Regions from separate parts of the Muntiacus reevesi genome. Here region 2 is linked to region 1. A link is a contact called in public Hi-C data. All regions are on one chromosome and are shown on one strand. Each heading gives the region's core, a stretch centred on a gene start, on an enhancer-like site or on the middle of the called end of the contact. The rest is flanking DNA. Distances are from core to core; before and after follow the strand shown.

Region 1 (5,869 bases), core at 795-3,294:
TTATACTTTATATTTTCAGACTCTTTTAAAGACAAAGAGTTCATGATTACATCTAGAAAACTCTATCAGATATTTACTTACAAGAAATGTTATTTCCTCTGGAAAAAAAAAGGAAAGCCTTTTATCATTTATTCAATGACATGTATATACTGAGTTCTGATACTGAGGGGCTCTTCATAAGAGTTAAGGACACAGACCTGGCTTTCAGGATATTTGGTTTTGGAGGGGAACAAGATAAGCAAAAATATAACTATAATACAAAGCAAAATATGGTCAATAATAATAATAATAATTAACATCTATTAATATAGAGGTTAAGAGCATGGTCTCTGGAGTCATATGATTGAAATAGTGGCTCAGTCATGTGATGTTGGGGAAGTTACTTAACCTCTTTGTGTGTTATTCACTTGTAAAATGGGAATAATAATAGCACTTATCTAGCAGGACTGTTAGAAGAAGTAGATGAGTTAATACATGTAAAAAATTAGTACATTAAAAAATATGCAATAAATAATAACTAACACTCATTGAGGGCTTCCCTGTTGCCTCAGTAGTAAAGAATCCGCCTGCCAAGGCAGGAGACGGGGGTTTGATCCCTGGGTCAGGAAGATCCCCTGGAGAAGGAAATGGCAACCCACTCCAGTTTTCTTGCCTGGGAAATCTCATGGACAGAGAAGCCTGGTGGGCTACAGTCCATGGGGTCCCAAAAGAGTCAGACACAACTTAGCGACTAAACAACAACAACAAAAACCCACTTATTGAACACTATGTGCCAAGCACTGCGTTAAATAGTTTCTATGCATTTCTTCACATGATCTCCACAATGCTGTCTCTACTATTATGCCCATTTTACTCACAAGGCAACTGAGGGGAAGGAAGTTTAGGTAATGTGCCCAAGATTACATAGCTAGTAAATAGCAAATCCCATAGAAAAGACATATACATAAAATGGGGACAGTGATAAAAGTACTCACCTTAATGAGAATTAAACAAATTAATCCTTGAATAATGGTTAGAACAGAGCCTAGAGGACAATAAGGCCTATATTAAATACAAATTGCTATGGTGATTCTGAAATGGCAGTAAATAAGGAAGGCTTGAAAGGAGAGAGAGAAGTGGAGCGAGAGGAGGAAAGGGGAGGAAAGGAGAGAAGAGGGAGAGACAGGAGGGGAGGAGAGAGGAGGAAGAGGTAGAGGAAGAAGAGGGAGGAGGAGCTGGAGAAAGGGGGGAGGGAGACAGACTGGTAAAGGTCAGAGTAGAGCAGGCAAAAAGAAATAATGGGAGTAATTAAGTTTGATTAGATTAAAAACAAAACCCCTCCCCTTTCCTCCACTTAGTTACTATTTCTGCCAGCTGTACCTCGATATATCTTTTATCATCTTCTTTGACCCCTGTAGAATCTGCTATCCTTACCTTCTCGTCATCCATTTTACTTATTTATGGAGTGCCTCTATGTGCCGGGCACTGTTCTGGGTACTGGGGATACTCCAATGAACAAGACAGGCCACATCTCAGTTCCTATTCTGCACTATAATAATACCAATACGCCAAGCTGGATTCCCAGCTTTTGGTCAGCCCTTCTCCAATCCACACTCCACAGGGCCACCAGAGAGACTAGATACAGATCCGGTCCGGACACTCCCTTGTTTAAATCCCCCTTGTTTAAATAGATTGCAGTCTCCCGAGCATCATGTTCAAGGCCTGTCACGAACTGTCCCGCACAGCCTTATCTCCCAGGCTTCACCTCCATGCAGACCGCACTTGTGACACAGTAACTCACTCAAAATCTTAGACACGCGCACTTAGAAATAAGCATCTGCTGAAGGGACGTGGCTAGAACTCCATCCCTATTTCATCCTTCTACACTAAAACCTTAGGATAGCCTGGTTGCCCCCTCCTTGCCTCCAGCCTGTCAGACTAAAAATCAGCCCTGACACCTCCACAGCCTGGGCATCCTGAGAAGCCTGTGAGCACTCCTACCCCAGCGGGAGCCGGAAGAGGAAGGGCTTCGCGCGGCCTCGGGGCCGCCATCTTGACTGAGCTGGCCGGAAGAAGTCTGGCAAGTCGGCAAGCGAGTGCGCACTGAGGCTGCGCGGTGGCCGCGCCGAGGCAACCTTCCCGAGCCCTCTGCGGTACAGTCTAGCAGCCGCAGAACCCTGTGTCATCTCTCCTAGTCCTCCTGCAGCCGCCCCGGCCTCTGTCCAGCCCCTCCACCGGGGTGTGTCCGGCGGCTCGCACACCCCGCGGCCCGCGTACGCGCTCGGCACCTGCCTACCCGAAAACATGTTGCAGAAACCCGAGAGCGGGGCTCTCCCCATCCCTCAGGCGGAGAGGGAGATGGATGGCAGCCATGACGGTGAGACCCAGGTTCTGACCGCCTCGCAGGAGATGGCCCCGAGCCCCCTCCTGCAGGAGAGCCCCGAGGAGGACCTTGGCGCTGTAAGGGAGGAGGGGGCTACGGAACCCTGTCTCACCCCGAAAGGCGCGAGGGCTTTGGCAGCCAAAACCTTGGCCCGGCGTAGAGCCTGCCGCCGTCTGGATCGGACGGTAGCCGAGTTGGTGCAATTTCTGCTGTTGAAGGACAGGAAGAAGAGCCCCATCACTCGCTCCGAGATGGTGAAATACGTTATCGGAGACTTAAAGGATCTATTCCCTGAGATCATCGCAAGGGCCGCAGAGCATCTGCGGTATGTCTTCGGTTTCGAGCTGAAACAGCTTGACCGCAAGCACCACACTTACATCCTGATCAACAAACTAAAACCTATTGAGGATGAGGAGGAGGCTCTGAGAGGAGATGGCCCCAGATTGGGTCTCTTAATGATGATCTTGGGCCTTATCTACATGAAAGGTAATAGCGCCAGAGAGGCACAGGTCTGGGCGATGCTGCGTCGGTTGGGGGTGCGTCCCTCAAAGTATCACTTCCTCTTTGGGTACCCGAAGAGGCTTATTATGGAAGATTTCGTGCAGCTGAGATACCTCAATTACAGGCGTGTGCCTCACACCAACCCACCGGAATGTGAATTCTCTTGGGGTCCCCGAAGCAACTTGGAAACCAGCAAGATGAAAGTTCTGGGGTTCGTGGCCAAACTCCATAAGAAAGAACCCCAACACTGGCCAGTGCAGTACCGTGAGGCCCTGGCAGATGAGGCTGATAGGGCCAGAGCTGGGGCCAGTGTGAGGGCTAGGGCCAGCACCCACCCCTGGTGAGGGCCAGCTAGGGGTGGGGGTGGGGGGATATAAAAGCTACCGTCTGCGTCATAAGTAGACTCGGTGGGGAGAGGGTCTTTATTTATGTAGCATTTGTGTTCGTGTAACTAGGATTTAGTTTTTGTATCTTGCTCAGTTTTGCTACATTTAATATACTGTTAAATTGATGTTTATAAATGAAATTCGTCTACTTTTTCCTGTAGGATTTTGTTGTAGATTTTTGCTGGTTTTGTAAAATGAATTGAAAAACTTTACATTTTCTTCTGTGGTCTTGAACAAATTATGCAGCACCAATTGATGTATTTAATTAGTTTGAAGGAACTCAGCAGTATGATGATCTGGTACCAGGGGAAAAAAATAGCTGAATGATATCTAGCTTTCTGGCAGTTTTTGTCTATTGTATAAAGAAAAAAGACTGACATGTAACTCTGCTTAGTTATTATAATATCTGGTGGGGGTGGGGATGCAATAAATTTGAGGTATAACCTGGTACACCTAATAAACATTTGTTAAGCATCTTTTGTGTGATGCACTGTTGTGGGTATTTGGGAATTAAAGGGCTTCCCAAGTGACTCAGGTTAAAGAATCTGCCTGCAATGCAGGAGACCCAGGTTCCATCCCTGGGTTGGGAAGATTCCCTGGAGAAGGAAATGGCAACCCACTTCAGTATTCTTACCTGGAGAAGTCTGTGGACAGAGGAGCCTGGAGAGCTACAGTCCATGGGATCGAAGAGCTGGACATGACTGAGCAACTAATACACACATGCTGAGCAAGATAAAGGTCCTACTCTTCAGAGCTGGACAGTAAATAAATAAACCAGAAATTACAGTTCAGTGAGTTGAAGGATGCAGTGGGACAGCCAGCCCCACTGGAGTGATTGGGTGAGGCTTGCCTGAAATTACCTTTAGTGGGACTTCAGTGTAGGGAAGGTGAAAAGACAGGGTGGGAGAAGACGGGGAGGCGAGGGGAGGGGGGTGAGGAAAAGAAGTTGTGGTGAGGAGATGGTATTAGAAATGACTACTTAAGATGCTCTTTAGTTACATGGGATGACTTGATAGATAGCAGATCTGGAAAACACCCACCTTTGGCCAGTGCACTTGGCCCAGGGCAGTTTATTACAGTGCATACATGATGGTGTCTGTTGGCATTTTGGTCTCCATCTCCCTTCTCTCAGTCTTCATACGTTATCTTCTACCAAAGCTCTCAGGGACCAAGCACTATAACAATTCTGTAACAGTATGTAGGGTGGAGGGTATGTGTGACGTCCACCACTGTCAAGAAGTCTTCACAAACTCTCCCTTGGCACCAGAAAGCCCAGCACCTTCATCCATGTTTCTGCTTGCTGCTTTCCACTTGCTATCTCTCATTAGGAGAACCATAGACGTTTTTCACTTTCTTAATACCCATGAAGAGTCATCAACAAAAGCAGCTCAAGCCTGTGCAGTGCCCACCACCTTCACTCTGAGGATCAACCCTGTAGAATGGGTACATAGAAGAATAAGGACCCTAGATGAGTGATAACCAAACTAGAGCTGGGTGTAGGAGGATTGAGAAGCTGTCCCCCTACAGCTGCCATATACAGAAGACCCACTTCTTTCTCTCTTTACTGCCAGTCTGTGTGTGTGTGTACTTGCCATTGCACCTGAATAACATATCAGTATGTTAAGGTTAGCATGGAATACACATACTTTGAGATAGAGGCCCAGGGATCCAAAAAATCACAGACCAAAAGCAATAAGTTTATGGGTAAAAAAGTTTACTAATGATTATGACTTCTGGACAGTTTATTAATATTAATTCATTAAACAAAATTACTGAGTGCCACTATATGCCAAGGACTCTGCTGGGTTCCAAAGATGAAAAAGGGAAAACTGATTTTACCCTCAAGGAATAATAGTGATAATTTCTCACATTTGTCTTTTCTCACAGCTGTTGAGAGGTCAGCAGTGTGTGCACCTGAGGGTCTGATTACTTGGTGATTTGCTTATGGTCACTTGACAAAAGACAGCACCAAGACAAGAACCCAAGTCCCTTGCCTCCCAGTGTGTTTCATTCTAGTACATTGTGCCCCATGTCTGGCTTCCGATATGTTGTATGTGATTTTATTTATCACAACTGCAAGAATCAAGCGAGGCACATGTAATTAACACCAGTTGCCACTGCAGTCCTTATGGGGTAAATAGAATAGAAATACTTCCCATTTCACTGGCAGTAGAGGTGACTTTGCTGAAAGGCAGACGTATAGTTCATGGCAAGACAGGACTAACAACTACCATTTATTAGACATCTGCTACAGGCCAAAAGCATTCCCCTCTCCTTTTCACAACTATATTGCAAAGTTGGGTATTATGAAATACCTTCATTTTACAGATATTAATACTTGCCATTTATCCAATACCTAATATGAGCCAGCTTTTTAATGCTTTACATATGTTTTAATGATTTTTATAACAATCTAACAGGATAGATACTATCTGTTCCATTTTGAACTATGCAAACTGAAACTCAGAGAAGCTGTAAAGTTCTCATAGATAGCGTATGACATAACAAGGGTTGGAACTGAAGCCTGACTGAGTCAAAACCCCACAACTTTTCACTGTTACACATTTCCTTCTTTTTGGAACTTCTTTCAGACTTGGGGACTCATGTTCTTTCTCCCAAA
Region 2 (5,659 bases), core at 2,898-5,397, 130 kb after region 1:
ATCCCGACAAACCAGTTTGACTCAGCACAACAGGCAGGGCTACAATTTTCAAACTATGCAGGCCTGGTGATTCAGCCTCTTCATGCTGTTTAATTAGTGGAAGGCCGGGTGGCAGAGGCCTTGCCCAATGGCAGCTTTGGGTTAGCTCGCTGCTGCCGAGGCCACAGCAGCGGCGGCGGTGGCAGTTCTGGTTAAAAGGAACACGGTGACAGGCAAGCTGGTTCCCTCGAGTACCTGCCACTGTCCCTCGTCGCAGCTCTGAGGTGCCAGATCAAGACAGACGGGCGGGGGGCACCAGAGGCCACTCAAATACATGGGAAAGCCACAGAAACCCCAGCCCGCTGTCACTTTTCAGCTGCCACCGCCTCAGTGGTCACTGCTGCTGAGAAAGAGGTGGACTCACACATGCCTCTCTCCCCAGGGAGAGTCTTCCACTGCAGCAACAGAGCTTGCCTGGGAGAAGGCCGACCAGCCTCCACCTCTTATATCTGGTAACTGTTTCTCTTTTCTCCTAAGGGTGTCTTCCCAGCAGGGACCTCCCCATCCTATCTGAGGTATAAGGACCCTGTGGTCTGGACATCCTTCTTCATCTCACGCCCCGTCCCCAGTCCGCTCACCGACTGGACTCCACATCCCCAAGGGGAGAATGATCTTGGCTTGGGGGACTGGGGAACATTATACGAAAGAAGAGTGAGCAACCAGGTGGCCCTATTTCCCTGTGTCTGAGGGTAAATTTGAGGCAGTTTGTGTGCACGCTGGGGGCGGGGGAATCAATCAGAGGGCAAGGAAAGGTGTTTCTTTAACCAAGGAGGACAAGCAAGGACCCTGGCTCTATCCTCATGGAAGACTGAAACATTTGGAGGCAAAATCTTGGTGAACCCCAAGGGTGTAGATGAAAGAGCAACTAGGTGCTAGTTGGCATCTAACCAATGAGACCATGAGGGTCAGCACCCACAGCTCAAGAACCTGGCCTAAATATAACGACCCCAGAGGCCAAGGGCAAACCAAATACTAGCAAAACCAAAGGGGAGGCTGGAGTGAAGGGGTGAGATCCTCCACCCTTAAAGCTTGGGGATGCTGAAGAGATCTTTGGTGCTGGGTGTCCCACCTAGCCCTGCACTCTGGCCTAGCCCAGGACCCCCAAATCTACCCATCCCCCATTCAAGTTCCTGAATAAGGATGGGGTACAGGCAGGAGTCAAAGTCAAGTCTCTTCCTACCCCATCCTTTCCCTCCCAAAGCTGGAGAGAAATGGAGGTTGGGGGAGAGGGGATAGCAACTTCCCCAGACTAACTTCTCCTCCCCTCATCATTGCTTCCTCTAAGCTCCCTCCTGCAGGGCAAGTGTACACACCAGTTTCACTTTCTGGTGCTCCCCAAGGAGCAGACCCTAGGGTAATAATAATAACAACAGTTAGTCCTTGAATAACAATAGCTATGTGCTAAGCACTTGACACACATTAAGGATTCAATCTTCATAACACCCCCTAGGAGGTGGGTTCCACTACTATCCCATGTCACAGTGAGGGGGAGCAGGAGGGTGGGTAGGGGGACCACTGGGCTGGGGTCAGCGCCTGAGGCATCATCTCTCTTCTTTCTTTCTTTCTCACACTAACTGAAGACCCTAAGTTCTGATACATGGCAAACGTGAAGGAATTAATTAAAGCCACACTTGGGAGGCACTGCTACCTTCTTAGGAGCATCCCACACTGACCTGGCCTCCCAGCTACCACCCACGCAGTCAGGTAAGAGCCCCAGACCCCACTTCACAGCTGAGGGAGGAGGGGACAGAGTAAGGGCCACAGCCCCACTGCCCTCTCTTTCCTGGGCTGCTACAGCTCACCAGGCTTCTGCCTCCTGGTCTGCCCCTCACGTCCTGGGCCTGGAAACCCGGATGCCAGCTCCCAGCTAGGGCCTGCCAGCTAGGGTCTAAAGGGACCAGCAGATTGTGAGGAGTGAAAAGGAGAAATAAAGGAAGGGAAAGGGGAGGAAGGGACACAGGGAGGGAAGAAGGAAGGAAGGGGGGTGAGCCTTTTCAGGTAGCCCTTGCTCACCTGACCCAAACCACCCCCCTTCGCCCACTCTCAGCATCAGCACCCACCGCACCCCACAACAAGGGCTCTGGGGCCTGGCACACACAGCCCCGTAAGCGTGTCGCCTCTCCTGGGCTAAGGCACAGACCTGAGAACTCCAGCAGGCTCACACCCTTGAGGCAATCAACAACAAAGCTCCACACTGGTTTCTCACGCCTGTGATCCTATCACACACATGTGGGTGAGTGTGCGCCAAGTGTGGGTGCGACCTCGGTGTGTCTGTCTGGATTTGCATGTGTCCACCCGTGTGAATCAGTCTGTCAGCACCAATGGGCTCCGAGATAAAAGACGATGGGGATTCAGAAGAATGTTGTTTTTTTCTCCTGGAGAAAATGAAAAAGCAACCAGAAGATGCCTTTCTGTTGTAACTGTGTTCTTTTTCCTTCCAACCTTCAAGTTTACCGATTGTGAACAAGTCACACAGATTGTGAACCAAGTCACACAGAATTCGTTTTTGTTCTTAAACTAAGAAAAGTGACTAGATCGGTTAAAGATACCAAACAGAAGTATTGCTTGTCATCCCAGTTCCCCCCAGTCTGTGGTGTCCTTCCCTCCACATTCAGGAAGGTTTTTCTTCCCTCATTTAATGGCTCCAAAAATTTTAGAAAACCGTGTGTGGATGTGTGTGTATCTGTCTGTCTGTCTATTGTTTGCCCCGTGTCAGTGCCTCTGTCCCCGCAGGCTTGTGTCAAGTGAATGTATGTGAGCTCTCCCACAGGGGCCAAAACCACTTAGGCTGTACATCCAGGCACAGTCCTATGGAAGTTGGAGCAACCCCCCAGCAGCCCTCTCTGCAGGTCTCGCACAACCCACGGAGAAGCCTGGCCTTTTCCACTGGATAATGGGTAAGGCATCAGCTCTAGCTCTACTTGAGACAAACCCCACAGCCTCAGTTCGGTGGAGACCCCAGCACTGGGGGTGGGGGTCCTGCAAGAAGGCAGAGGGGGAGCGCCAGAGCAGTGTGCAACGGCGGTGCACACGGCACCTTGTGGGTAGTTGGCGCTCGGTAAACCGTCAACAATAACAGGCCCCCCGCCTCTCCATCCCCGCAGCCATCCCCTGACAAAGCGGAGTGCACGCACTCAGACTCTCACGGTTAACTCCAAGAGGTTCCTCGCCAACGCGGCCCCTCAACCTGGGGAGCTCAGCAGCAGCCTCGGAGCCCCGGCGTTGCCTGGTGGGGGTCGCCCACACTTCCCTGTATTCAGGAGGTGTGGAGGGCCCCGCTCCTCTGTCCTGAGTGCCCGGCACTCCTACAGAAGCTCACCGCCGGGCCATGACTTTTCAGGGACGCTCACCCAGGTCGAGCTGCCTGCGATCCCGCAACGGGCAGACGAGGCGGCGCCCAAGGCGTCCCCTCCACCCCAGCTCCAGCCCCTCGAGAGGGTGCGGGTGGCAGAGCCTCCTCCGAAGTGCGCCTGGACCGCATCGGACCGACACCGCAGACCCTCCCCCGGCACCCGCTCTGGCGACCCCAGACACCTTAACCCTTGGACGCACTCCCCCGACGCCGCTCACCTTCCAGCGCCCGGCAGCCGGCGGGCAGCAGCAGGGGCAGCAGCAGCAACGGAGAAAGCGGCAGGAGCCCCGGCGGCAGCAGCGGCGGCGGCGGCGGGCGGCCTCGGGCCATGGCCGGGGCTGGCTCCGGGAGCCGAGCCGGGCCGCGCCGGGCCGCGCCGGCGGGGCGGCGGGCACCCGCAGGAGGATCCGCTCGGCGGGCGCGAGAAGGCTCGCGCGCGGTCCCAGGAGATCCAAGAAAGGAGAGGATGCAACCCAGGCAAGCGGCTCCGGGACCCAGGCGGCGCCCTGAGTCGGGCGATCCCGGGGGATGCGAGCAGGTCGGTCCCGGGGGAATCTGGACTGACCGGTCCAGGAGGATCCCGGGCGCTTGGAAAGCTCGGAGCCAGAGAACTCGGGGAGGCGGGCCGGGGCGGGAGGGAGCAAGTGGTGGTAGTTCGGTGTGCACAGTAATCCAGCGGTCTCCTGCGGGCCCGACTCGGATCTGAGACTCCGGGTGCGCGCGCCGTCCGGGGTCCGAGCTGGGTTCTTGCTGCGCCGCTCACGTACTCACTTCTGCTGTCCCCAGCGCTGGCGCGGCCGCTCTGGACGAGAGGGGCGGGGCTGTCCGCCTGCCTGTCATCGCGGAGGCCCCGCCCCTAGCCACCCGCCGCCCACTCACAGACCGCCAGGCGCGCTGGTTCGGCCTCAACAGCACTCCGCCGGAGCTCAGTTGGCAGCGGTTCCATCACGCCCACCCTCAGGTTCTCTGAGGCTGGGGGTGGGCGGGGCCAAGGAAAAGATGAATTAGATTGGGCGGAGCGATACTGTCCATCAGAGGGAAAAACCCACCTCCTGTCCCCCAGCGGTGATTAGTAACCGAACCTGAGTCCGAGGTGCCATTCACGTAAAACGAGCCGGGGGCGCCCCCATGTGGTCTGCGCGTGCAAGAGGCCGCCCCCATGTGGCTGTCTTTACAGTCACGTCCAGACCCAACCTAATCGCGGCTTACGCAACTCCCAGGTGGGCGTCCTCCGCGACACATCCCGTGACCAGGACCTTCTCACTTGTTTATTCATTCATTCATTCATCTGTGTATTTCATCATTCTTTGAGCCAAAGACTGACTAGAGTTTTCTGGCGATACAGCAATGGATAAGACAGAGGTTTGTGTTCTCTTGGAGCTAACAGAGCGGTGGAGGCAGGCATGAAGTCATCACCGCAGAGTGTAACAGTTATTATTATGGAGGAAGGACAGAGTTGCTGCAGCACATGGGAGAGGCATGGCTATGTCTAGCCCTGAGGAAATGACATTCAAGCAGAAATATGAAAGATGAATAGTAGGCGAAGAATATGTGTGTGGGGACCGGGGAGGGCAGTTTCAAGCAAAGCAAACACACTTTGTGTGAAGTCCCAGGGACAAGAGAAACTGATATTCATTGGAGGAATTGGAAAGAAGTTCAGAGTATCTTAAATGTAGAGTTGGAGGTTGAGGGGAGCCAAAAGGAAGCTTGGGAGTCGGTGTGGGGAGCAGAGGATTTTTTTTTTTTTTTTTTTTTTTGGATTCAGAAGGCCTTCCTAAGAGCTAGGGTCTGAAGCAGGGGCATTACTTTATCAGATTAACATGGCTTCGCTGGGAAGAAAGAATGAGAGGAGGCAAGGGTGGAATCAGGGAGGTCAGTGAGGAAACTGTGCAGTGGGTCAGGCAGAGGAAGATGGTGGCTTGAACCAGAGTGGTGGCTATGGGGATGGAGAGAAGTGGGCAGGTCTAAGATATTTTAGGACGCAGAGCTTAGGCGAATTGTGACTGGGTGGTTGAGAAGCATGGGGTAAACAGAGACATTAAGAAGAATCCCCAGGTTTCTGAATTGGGCAAATAGACTCCTACCCCATTTGCTCAACAAACTCTTGCAAAGTGCAAAAAACACTCTGAAAAAAATTAGTCTAGTTTATTAAGATGTAGATGTTATTATAGCCCCATTTTACAAACAAAACTGACATCTAGAAAAGCTTAGTGACTTGCCCCAAGTCACAGTGCTCATAAGTAGCAGGGTGGGATTTGAATCAGAGTG

What was found. A called contact is a pair of places that touch in the nucleus more often than the background predicts.
Region 2: a Hi-C map of blood shows a contact between it and region 1, with 1.8 times the contacts expected there. The contact joins the promoter of EPHB3 here to the promoter of MAGEF1 in region 1. A contact is called at or near these places in 2 of 3 Hi-C or Micro-C datasets (blood and muscle).

What each region holds. Positions count from the first base shown.
Region 1 is chr8:60,446,484-60,452,352 of mMunRee1.1, forward strand. MAGEF1 (MAGE family member F1) reads left to right here and starts at 2,045. Exons shown (of 1, transcript XM_065943547.1): 1 at 2,045-3,725. The coding sequence starts at 2,284. The coding sequence ends at 3,207. It overlaps LOC136173710 (a long non-coding RNA gene), which reads right to left. Exons shown (of 5, transcript XR_010664272.1): 2 at 4,290-4,681.
Region 2 is chr8:60,575,742-60,581,400 of mMunRee1.1, forward strand. It overlaps EPHB3 (EPH receptor B3), which reads right to left and starts at 4,148. Exons shown (of 16, transcript XM_065943087.1): 1 at 3,610-4,148. The coding sequence starts at 3,721.